3 separate regions of the Mus musculus genome follow, and regions 1 and 2 are each linked to region 3. A link is a contact called in public Hi-C data. All regions are on one chromosome and are shown on one strand. The core of a region is the stretch at or near the end of the contact, and the rest is flanking DNA. Distances in the headings are between cores, read along the strand shown. Region 1 holds the start of Cct7 (chaperonin containing Tcp1, subunit 7 (eta)). Region 2 holds the start of Sfxn5 (sideroflexin 5). Region 3 holds the start of Rbsn (rabenosyn, RAB effector).

Region 1 (3,475 bases), core at 138-2,637, 6.8 Mb before region 3:
GTGAATACACGGTCTCTCTCTCTTCAGACACACCAGAAGAGGGCATCAGATCCCCATTACAAATGGTTGTGAGCCACCATGTGGTTGCTGGGACTTGAACTCAGGACCTCTGGAAGAGCAGTCAGTGCTCTTAACCACTGAACCACCTCTCCAGCCTTAAGTATGTGGCTTTATACAGAGATGAATCTCCAGTGCCTAGGACACAGTGGCTGCTCAGTAAAGGTTACTAAACAAAGAACTCTGCCCAGCTCTGCTGTCCTGAACAAGAGAATGGCCAAAAAAACCACGAGAGCTTTGCTAGGATATTTTTTCTCAGTTGGATTTGAGTCCCTGGATTCTTTAAACTTGCCAGAAAGGCAAGTAAATGTTGATGGATGGAAGCTCAGGTCTGTTAGTCAATCCAATTGCTGTGTCTATAATTGATCCTGTCTATGGTCCAAATTACAGCTCAGACAGAGCTAAGGGGGCTTGCAGCTTTTTGTCCTGAGTGTAGGTACACTTCATCAGATGGATAACCCCCCCCCCCCCCCAGGAAGCCTTCTGGATTAACACCAGGCAACCCTTTCCACAAGCACACCCCTGTCTGGCATTTGATGTGCTTATCTAATAAGCTTCGGGTATATGCATGTGTTCACTTAACGCGTAGGTGTGTACATTTATGTTCGAGTTGTGTAAGTGGGTGCCTGTGCGTGTGAGCCCATATGTGTGTTCCTGCCTATAAGAACGCTCACATCCTCCGTTCTGGATCTCTAGCTGTCACCAGGGTCGCCTTCAGTGGGAGGAAAGCTGAAAGCTCTTGTTTCGACGGGGAGGGGTGGGGTTGTCAGGTTGTGCCTACTCACTGACCCGGGAACCAGCATCCACCCGCTGCAGCCGTCTAGTCCCTGGATCTGGGCGGCCCAAACTCGCGGGGTCCCCAAGGTGACCCGTGGCCCCCAGCCCGGGAAGCGCGCACGCTGGATTCCCGCCCCGCCCGCCTGTCCGTCGCCGCTCACCGTGGGCCGCGACGCACGTGGGCAGCCAGAGCACGAGACAGCACCAGCCCGCGGCGCCACGGCTCATCTCCAGGGCCCGTCCCGCCGCCGCCGCCGCCGCCGTCCCGCCGCGATCCCTCGCCCGACTTTAGCCTGACAGCTGCCACGGCCTCCCTCAGGCCCGCTCTCCGCGCCGGTTGGAGCACAGAACGGAGGCCAGCGGCTGATTGGCCGCCACGCCTGTTCGTGTGGCCGCACTTTCCTCCTCTGCGCCCTAGGCCACTTCCTATTGGCCAGGAGAAGTGGAACCGGGCGCTGATTGGCCAAAACTCTTAATAGCAACTGCAGTTCGCGGCCCCGCCCCCGCACTCCTCCTTATAGACGCGCCTCCCGGAACCTGCGGTGGGCGGCTCGCGGGGTTGCGCGGGATCCACGGCTCTCCTCCCCAGGCAGAGACGGGCCTCGCGCGAAGGGGCAGGCGGCACGGCGCCGCCTCGGCCGATAAGGGGCGCTACAGAGCTAGAAGCCGACCCGAGCAAATTTCCTGCGCCCGAGCGGGCCGCGCACCTGTGACCCGGGACACTGTTCCCAACTTCCCAAGCTACCTGTGAAACTCACGGAGCTCCCTCGCCACGGAGCTGAGCAGGTGCAGTGAGATCACTCACCTAAGGTGCTTCTCCTAGCCGGTGTTCAGTACTGATAGCTCATTGCACGTCTACCATGGCGTCTGGGAGCGCGGGCTGAGGCGGGACCTTACCGCACCTTACAAACCAAAAGCACTGCGAGACTCGATGACCCCCGCCAAAGCTAACGCGAGTTCCTAGAGCGTCCCTGGACCTCCGACTCCTCTAGCCGGCTACCTCGGGAGCTAACCATAGAGTGGCGGAAGTGGTCCGGCCCCTTCCTCTCCCGGGCTAACGTCTCGCCAGAAGCTTCTGGGCATTTCTCCGGCGCGGAGCATTGTGGGCTTGGGTGGGCGGCCCCGAGGCGGACAACTGACGAGTTGCGGGTACCTGAAGCCGCTTCCAAGATGATGGTGAGTGTCTCTCCGCGCATCCGCTGCCATCCACGACCCTGCGGCCCTGGCCCGCCATGCGGAGTGTCTACAGTGGCTCGTTTCCGCTCCCCGGCCGGAGGCGGCCTTGATCCAAAACTGAAGCTGTTGGCGAGAGCCGAATGGGGCTCGCGATGCCGCTGGGCCTGGAAACCATGGATCTCATGGTGCTTGGGACCACAGACCTCTTGTTCAGCCTGTTCCCCGTAATGGAGGCTTGGGTTTTCGGAACCGAGTGTGTGTTGAGCTCTGTACCTCTACCATAAGGCCGGGTTACATCGCCCTGGGAGGTGCGGAAGTGAAGGCGCGAGCTTCTAGGCGCACAGAGGCAGCGTGAGGGTCTTTAGGTTGGGCCAAGTGACGCCCTGCCTGGCATTGTGGTCGTTTACGTTCCCGCATGTGGAAAGACAGAATCCTTCGTTCCTGTTGGAACCTGTTCGTTGGGGGCATTTTTAGTTCTCCCGAATGTACTTGGTGCTGGAAAAGGGCAATTGATGTACACAGTACCAAAGATGGGACGACCTGAGTACTTTAGGCAGGAGAGTCTCTTAAAGGTCTGCCTGTAATCCTCCTGCATCACCCTTTATCCCCGACAGCGTCAGATACCTCCCCTGTTCCCCTGTGATAAACCTGAGTTGTTAGTGAGCAATGTCAACTTCCAAGACAGAATCCTGTGCGTTTGGCATCAGCACACTCGTTAAGTTTTGCTTTTTAGTGTCAATCCTTTGTCTGCCTTTTGCAGCTTCTTCCTATGCGTAGATGCCAGACAGACTTGGAAACCTGTAAGGTCCTCCCTCTGCTACCAAATTACAGCTTCTCCTCCGAAGGAGTCCCTACAGAAGCATGTCCATGCTCCCTGACCCCTAGCGCTTGAAATTGATTTGGTCGGCGAAGACCAGAGCTGAGGCATAAATCCATGAGTCATATGTGCTGCAGTAAAATATGCATCATTGCTGCTGATATGACCAGTGGCCCAGCATTGGCCAAAACAAGTAGCAAACCTTTTATCAAAGGGTCCCAGACCATCACATTTGGGTTTTACCTAAATTGATGATTCTTGTTTCTGCTGCTGTGCTGCATACTTACAGCTTATGAGCTGCTGGTGACTCTTGTTTCCTCCCATCTTGCTGTAGCAGTTCTGGGATTACAGATATATACCACAATGACAGACTTGTAATGAGTTCTGGTGCTTAGGCTTATGCATCTAGCAGCTTTACCCCTGAGCCACTTCCAGGGCCTCCTCCAACTAATTGTTTAATAGATAGTATTGACTTTTGTTTTATTTAGTGTATGTGGGTGTTATGACTACTGTGTGCCTGGTTACTATGTACATGTAATGCCCATGGAGGTGTCAGATCTCTGGAACTAGAGTTACAGATGTGGTGACCCACCTTGTGGATGCTAGGAGTGGAGGGAACCCCAGTTCTGGAAGAGCAGCCAGTGTTGT
Region 2 (3,603 bases), core at 362-2,861, 6.9 Mb before region 3:
AATTGCCTGGGGTAAGATCAACAACCACTTTTTATCCGGAAAAGGACCTAGGGAATACTTTGGAAGAGTAATCTGCATCTGCGAGGCTCCCACTGGGGGGTTCAGAGCGGAGTTTGGCGTTCTTGATAGGACAACTGGGGTGGGGGTTCCAAAGACAGCAAGTGTTTCCCAGTCGGGAGTGCAGGCTTACTTAAGGATGCGTAGAATGGGGGTGGGGACAAATGGAGGATCACTCAAGGTTAGGCACAAACACCCCTGACAGCGTCTCAATATTTGGTGGCATTTTACACTAGCTGGGACATTAAGTCTCTCCAGATTCCTCCATGCAGAGACATGTCTATTTTTGAAAGAAAACAAGTCCTATTTTAAAAAACTCTAGGGACGTATTCTCAGAAAGCTTAGTTCGACGAAGTTGGGGGGGGGGCTGAATTCGGAACCATTCTCACTTCTAAACCCAGCCACATCCCACCTTTGTAGCATTTTCTTTCTTCCTTCAAAGTTTTCTCTAGCACATCTGCTGTCCCCACTCCTGGCAAGCCCAGGGTCACTTCAGCTCTGGAAGCAGTCTGAGGGTCTGCGGCGTAATAACTAAGCTCCCATGCTCCTGGCTCACAGACCTGGACCTCCGGTTCCATGGCCGAGTTAGTGATACCCGGGTTTCTTGGGTTGGCGTGTCCCCAAGTAAGGTTAATCATAGTCACGGTGCACCCTGAAGAGCCCAAGCGGGTGTGGATGGGGGCCAGCGCTGCGCAGCGGCCGGGAGCAGCGCAAGTAGGACTGGGGCGCACTTGGGACCCTTGGGAGGAGAGCTCAGCTTCGGAGAATGACACAGCGTTTCCCCGCACCGGGCTCTCTCCGCGTTGTCCCAGCCGCATCCCCGCAGAACGCACTAGCTGTCCGGCTGGTCTCATCACTGAAGCCCCAGGCCCCCGGACAGAGATCAGGTCGCTGTACCGGTGCACGCGGTCCCATCCTAGGGCACACGCAGCACCTTGCTGGAGGTTGAGGAACCGGAGCATGACCATGGGGCGTGCCCAGGGAGTTTTGCCCGGAGACTGTCCCGCAGCTCACAAGAAAGGTCAGTCCCACTCGGGGAGAAGTTGAGGAGCATACCGGCCACACCACCGGCCCATGCATCACAAGACGGGAACTTTGCGCCTAGGGCGCATTTGCCAGAGCGACCCCTTCAGAGCCGCTCGGACCCTGGACCGCGACCCGCGTGGCCAATCATCGAGCGACTAGGACGGGGGCTGTGCCAGGGCGCGGGCATCCGCGGAATGACTGTGCCACCCGCCAATAGGAAACCAGAGAGGGAGACCTCGCCCATCCTGTTGCCCAATAGGAAAGGAGCGGCTACAGCCAAGGTCCCCGCACTAGCTGTAGGCTCTGGTGGCCGCGGGTTGGAGACCCTCGAGCTGAAGTGACTTTGCAAGAGATTTGGCTCCGTGCCCTTCCCTGTGTCTCCCTTCCACCCGCTCGTCGCATCCCGAACCTCACCTGCTGGAAGCGGGGCTTGCCCAGCTGGAAAGGGGGCGCATCTGTGGAGGCGTTCGGGGCACTGGCCGCCGCGGACGCCGCTGAGGCTGTGGTTGCTGTATCCGCCATGGCCACTGACGCCCGCAATCTCCAGCCCTTTTAAAATGTCCCTCCTCGGCCCCCGCCACAGTTGCCTCTCCCGATTGGCCGTGAGCAACCGCAGCGAACCGGGCGCGCAGGGGCTTCTGGGGAGTGTAGTTTTCCCCTGCTCTGAGCCTGACAACCTCAGACTGCAGAGAGTTGCACCCACGCAGACCTGGTCTTAGTTCCTACCGCTAAAGCAGCAGGCGTTTGCAGTCCTGAGAATGTATGCAAATGCATGTGCGGATATACGTGTAGGCCTGAGTCTTAGGACAAGGAACCCCTACAAACGCGGACACGACCCGGGATCAGACAAGCAAGGACTCCAGGCAGAGTGGGGTTAATTCGGATGGCCTTCAGCAAGGAGTCGCACTGCGGGATTTTCCTACCGTTTCTTCTATCAAAATCCTGGCTCCAGCCATTCTGCCACTCTCTGAAACAAGCCATGCTCACGCTGCTGTGACCCTTTAACATTCTGCTCATTTTTATCATGGCCTGAGGCGATTCTTTTTATAGGTTCCGCATACGCGTTCATCCGTTCCATCAGCCTACTTCCACAAAAATCCGCTTCCGGATTTTGTACCACGCAGCACTCTCTTGCCTCCTTGCATGTAACTCAGGCTAGCCTGGAACTATGTAGCACAGGCTGGCCTCAAACTTGTGATCCTTCTTCCTCTGCCTCCCAAGTCCCAGGATTACAGGTGCCAGCCAGCAGACAAACCATGAGCTTAAATATCTTTCCTACTGTATGGTGGGGGAGGGGGATGGATAAATCTTCAGTGCAGATATAGGAAGGTTGACACTAGGTACTCAAATGCTTTGGGTGACTTAAATATCCAGAGCTTAAGCATCCTGAGACCCTACTTCTTTTGATCTAAGGAGGTTTGGTCCAAGCCTAATTACTGAGGACCAGCAACAGGGGTGCACCAGGAGCTGTAGAGAATACCAAGGTAATAAACACCTCACCCCCACCCCCTGCAGAATGGCACCAAATGGCAACTGCAGCCCCAGCTAAGTGGTGTGGTTATAAGCCACACTGGGCATGGAGAATGGGGAGTTGATGGTTTCACCCAGGACATAACTCCTTGACTCTAGGGGAGCCTCTGTCTCATGGTGGGATTCAGAGCTAACTTGGGGTTGCCCTCTTGTCCTTCTGGACACAGCATGAGCCATTGGTGGCCCAAGGGCTCATTCACTCACTGATAGCTGACCCACATGGAATAGAACTCACAAATGACCCAAAGAACAGTTCTTATTTTTGGTTTGTATCCTACCTTTCCTTACTGAACTCAGTGGCTTCAGGACAGAAATCACAAAACTTGCCCTCTTTATCCACTCCCCCCACCCCGCCAGGCCCAACACTCAGTAAATATGCCTGTGATCAGTGCCCGTGAGCACAGGCATCCTAGGCACACGGGCCATGAGGCAGTGTTGCCTGTGATTTCAGAGCGGTAGCTCTGTCACCTGAGAACCACACTGCCCTCTCCCACAGGCGGTCTCCTTTGTCCGCTCATTTCAAAACAAACACACAAGCTGGCTGCGGTACGTGATCTTTTTATTCTTCATAAAGTGCTCAAAACATGAAGAACAAGCTCTTTATAGACAGGAGTTTCAACTAGGAGGACAAAGGGCAGAGCAGAGCTGTGCCTGCTTGCTGCCTGTCTGGCTGCACTCTGCAGTATGTGGTAAGGATCAGACAATGAACAAAACCCTGGCCTCAGTTCAGGACCTCTCTGCAGGACACCCCTGCCCTGGCCATGTAGAGAAGCCAAACAGCAAGGATGGATGAAAGATGAGAGAAGGGCTGGGACTAATTAAAGCCCAGAGGAAGACCTAGAAGAGGGACTCAGTTCCTCAAAAGACACCTCCAACACCCAAGGACTGACCCTACCCCCAAACTCTGGGAACTGGTGGCTATTTTCTCATCTCTGAGTTGACCTATAGTTGGTAACTGCACAGTGGTGGACCCCATTGTGGTTCATCTGC
Region 3 (3,257 bases), core at 347-2,846:
AAATGTATCTTTAAATTAAGATTTTAAAAAAGAAGAAACTTATCAGTGCAGCTTGATAATATGTTCCAGCACTTTGAAAAGTCTGAGGCAGAAGATCCTCACTTGAATCTATGATTTCAAAACCAGTTTGGCCAACATAGCAAACTGTCGCTTAGTTTAGATGAATGGATGGATAAAATTAGTGAAAATTATATTTTGCATTTACAGTGAGTTGATGTGTTTACTAGATTTTATAAATTAGAACAGTGGGGCAGCAGGTCTGATGTTCTCTGCCCTTCAACAGAAAAATCTGATACTTAAACATTTCAGGGCTTAATAACTTACATTTTCTGTCTTATTGGACTACAGCAAAGTCACTGTTGATGTGACCCTGAAAGACTCCTAACCATTGAGAACAAGGATAAAATCATTTCACAGAAGCAAAGAAATCTGTTTCCAAGACTTTAGAGGCCACATATCACAGCACAGAGTGGGAGTTTGTGTAGCTAGAATTGTGGTGTGCTGCAGAGGGCACAGAGGAGGGTACCATCTGGTCCTCAAAGGTGAAGGGTGACAGCAACTCAGAAAATAAATTAAACAGGACGCTAGGTGCCTGTTATTTCCTTTAATTAAGAAATTTGACAGGCGTGGGAGGCAGAAGCAGACAGATACCTGTGAGTTTGAGGCCAGCCTGGTTTACATGTCAAGTTCCAGGCCAGACATAGATACATAGTGAGACCCTTGTCTTGAGATTAAATAAATAAATCGAGAGACTACACACATGCAGACCCATCCCGGAAAGCATCTGAGGCATCACTTAAACAGCCAGCCTCAGGTCCGACCGGTTCTCTCCCCAGCCAGTGGCTGACAGGATCCTCTGGGTGTGACAGCTGCCTCCTCCCCGCCTGCAACTCATCCTGAAGAAAAAGTCAAACAGAAGTCGTCCCCGTGCACCCTGGCCACACATCGCAGCTCAGTTCTCACCCTGGAGAAACGCCCCTTACTCAAGGCAGGCTCCCTCCAGGATGCCTTCACAGCAGCTGCCTGGGGTGCCATAGCCTATACACAAGTGAAGTGACTAACACAAGACAGCAGCCGGGAAGGAGAGCCTGGGATTTTCGCCATCACCACGAGAACTCGGAGAGCGGGATAATAGGGTTCCGCGAATGAAGTGGGGGACCTTAACATAAAGTCACTTAATTAGGTGCCACCACAAACCACCGCAATTGATGCCGCAACCAGAAGGCCAGTTGTGCAAACTCTCGCCTCCAGACTGGATTGAAAAACCCAGCCGGGGGGCTCTGTAGAGATCCGCACGGCCACGCGCACCCGCGGGACGCGACTCTGCGGGACATCACGCAACACGTCACGGCGCGGGCAGAGACCCGCGCGGCGCCGAGGCCCGCAAAGCCTCATCTCCCGACCGCATCGTCATCTCAAACCACACGTCACACCCACCTCAGCCACCGCCGCGCTCTCTGCGACACCCTTTCTCACTCCCTGCGGCTTCCGACAGGCAGTCGGCAGCCTGCCTTTCCACCTCGGGTTCTGACTGCCGGCCTACGAGGTTCCTCAGAGACCAGTGGCAGCCATCGCCATCAGTGGCTCGGCGCTCGACAGGCGCGCCGGGCAGAAACCGGAAGACAGACTGACACGCGGCGGTCGAGCGCCGAGTCCTCGAGCGCACTGAACCTGGAAGAGGATGCTGCGCAGGCGCTGCCGCAACGGGGCGGGCCCAGTAGGAGGAGGTAAACTGCGAAGTTCTCTCAGGTCCTAGCAACACATCGATGTGAAACCCTACACTCGCCCTTCACTCACCCTATAGGTGGGGAAACTGAGACTTTGGCTCTTAAATAATGTGCCTGCAGCGCTAACATTATTTAGAGACCGTTAAAAAGTTTCTGAGATTTTTGCATAAATGCCTTAATACAGCGGTTGTTCTTCCAAAGGACCCAGGTTTGAAAAACTGCTTGTCTGCTACCTATATGCTCTCTTCTGGAGTCCATGGGCACTGCACATGTGGTGCACAGACATGCAGGCAAAACACACATACAAAATTTTGTTTTTTTACTTTTTTGTTGTTGTTGTTAAAAAAAAGTTTCTGAGTGCGAGAGACTAAGTTATGTTCAGCACATTGAGGAGACAGAAAGACGTGGAAATTGAGCCAAAGAAAGTAGAGACGTTGAGGAGTCGTGTCAGGGATTGGAAGTTGGCTCAATTGATCCTGGTTGGGACTCAATTTCCACCACACACCCATGCCTGTAACACCAATACTCTAAGGATGGAGGCAGGAGGACCAAAAATTTAAGTTAATTTTCAATTACATAGCAAGTTCAAGGCCATACTGGGATACATGAAACTCCATCTCAAAAAAGCATAAAAAAGTATGAGGGTAGCTAGATCTCTGCAAAATAAGTGGCATTTATGTATGAGTCAGGGTTCTCTAGAGTCACAGAACTCTATAGTCTATATAGTAAGGGAATTGGTGGATGACTTACAGTCTGTAGTCCAATTCCCAACAATGGTCAGCAGCAGCTGTGAATGGAAGTCCAAGGATCTAGCAGTCACTCAGTCCCACAAGGCAAGCAGTTGAAGAAGAGAGTGTCAATCTTCCTTCTTCCAATGTCCTTATATAGGTCTCCAGCAAAAGGTGTGGCCCAGATTAAAGGTGTCTGCCACCACACCTTTAATCCCAGATAACCTTGACTTGGAGATCTTCCTGTCTTAATCTTCTGGAATTCATAGCCACTGTGCCTCAAGATCTCCATGCCAAGATTCAGGTCAGAAACTTCTATCTCAGCCTCCAGATTAGGATCACTGGTGAGCCTCCCAATTCTGGATTGTAGTTCATCCAGATATAGTCAAGTTGACAACCAGGAATAGCCCCTGCAATTTACAAAAGACAGTATGGCAGATCAGTCATGTCTGAACCTAGCTGTACCATGCAACAACCACAGGGTACAGAGACAGACCCATCTGTTATTGAGGTCTGTTTGCTTTATAGCCAGCACACCATCTAGACTGCAGTAACCTGGGCCCCAGAAGTGGGAGCTTCAGGGAAGATGCAGGTCTTTGGAACCAGAAAGTGGCCTCCATCCCTCCTGCCTCCATCCCAGCCTAGCATGGCTGTGGCACTTGACCCATTTGACTCTGGGAATGACTGTCTGAAGGTGGTCACAGTCTCTACTTCCTTGTGCAGATGAAATGAAGCCAGTCTCTTGGCCTAGGCTCCTTACCGTACCTCCTCAGCTCAACAGCATTGAGTATGGAGAGGACAA

What was found. Hi-C and Micro-C count contacts between places; a contact is called where the count stands out from the background.
Region 1: a contact with region 3 is called in a Hi-C map of CD8 T cells, with 10 times the contacts expected there. The contact joins the promoter of Cct7 here to the promoter of Rbsn in region 3. A contact is called at or near these places in 2 of 484 Hi-C or Micro-C datasets (CD4 T cells and CD8 T cells).
Region 2: a Hi-C map of B cells shows a contact between it and region 3, with 5 read pairs. The contact joins the promoter of Sfxn5 here to the promoter of Rbsn in region 3. A contact is called at or near these places in 2 of 484 Hi-C or Micro-C datasets (B cells and CD4 T cells).

What each region holds. Positions count from the first base shown.
Region 1 is chr6:85,450,118-85,453,592 of GRCm38.p6, forward strand. Cct7 (chaperonin containing Tcp1, subunit 7 (eta)) reads left to right here and starts at 1,388. Exons shown (of 12, transcript NM_007638.4): 1 at 1,388-2,010. The coding sequence starts at 2,005. It overlaps Pradc1 (protease-associated domain containing 1), which reads right to left and starts at 1,185. Exons shown (of 5, transcript NM_001163427.1): 1 at 996-1,185. The coding sequence starts at 1,062.
Region 2 is chr6:85,331,811-85,335,413 of GRCm38.p6, forward strand. Sfxn5 (sideroflexin 5) reads right to left here and starts at 1,612. Exons shown (of 14, transcript NM_178639.4): 1 at 1,498-1,612. The coding sequence starts at 1,605. Rab11fip5 (RAB11 family interacting protein 5 (class I)) reads right to left here. Exons shown (of 6, transcript NM_001003955.2): 6 at 3,152-3,603.
Region 3 is chr6:92,213,274-92,216,530 of GRCm38.p6, forward strand. Rbsn (rabenosyn, RAB effector) reads right to left here and starts at 1,597. Exons shown (of 12, transcript NM_030081.3): 1 at 1,438-1,597.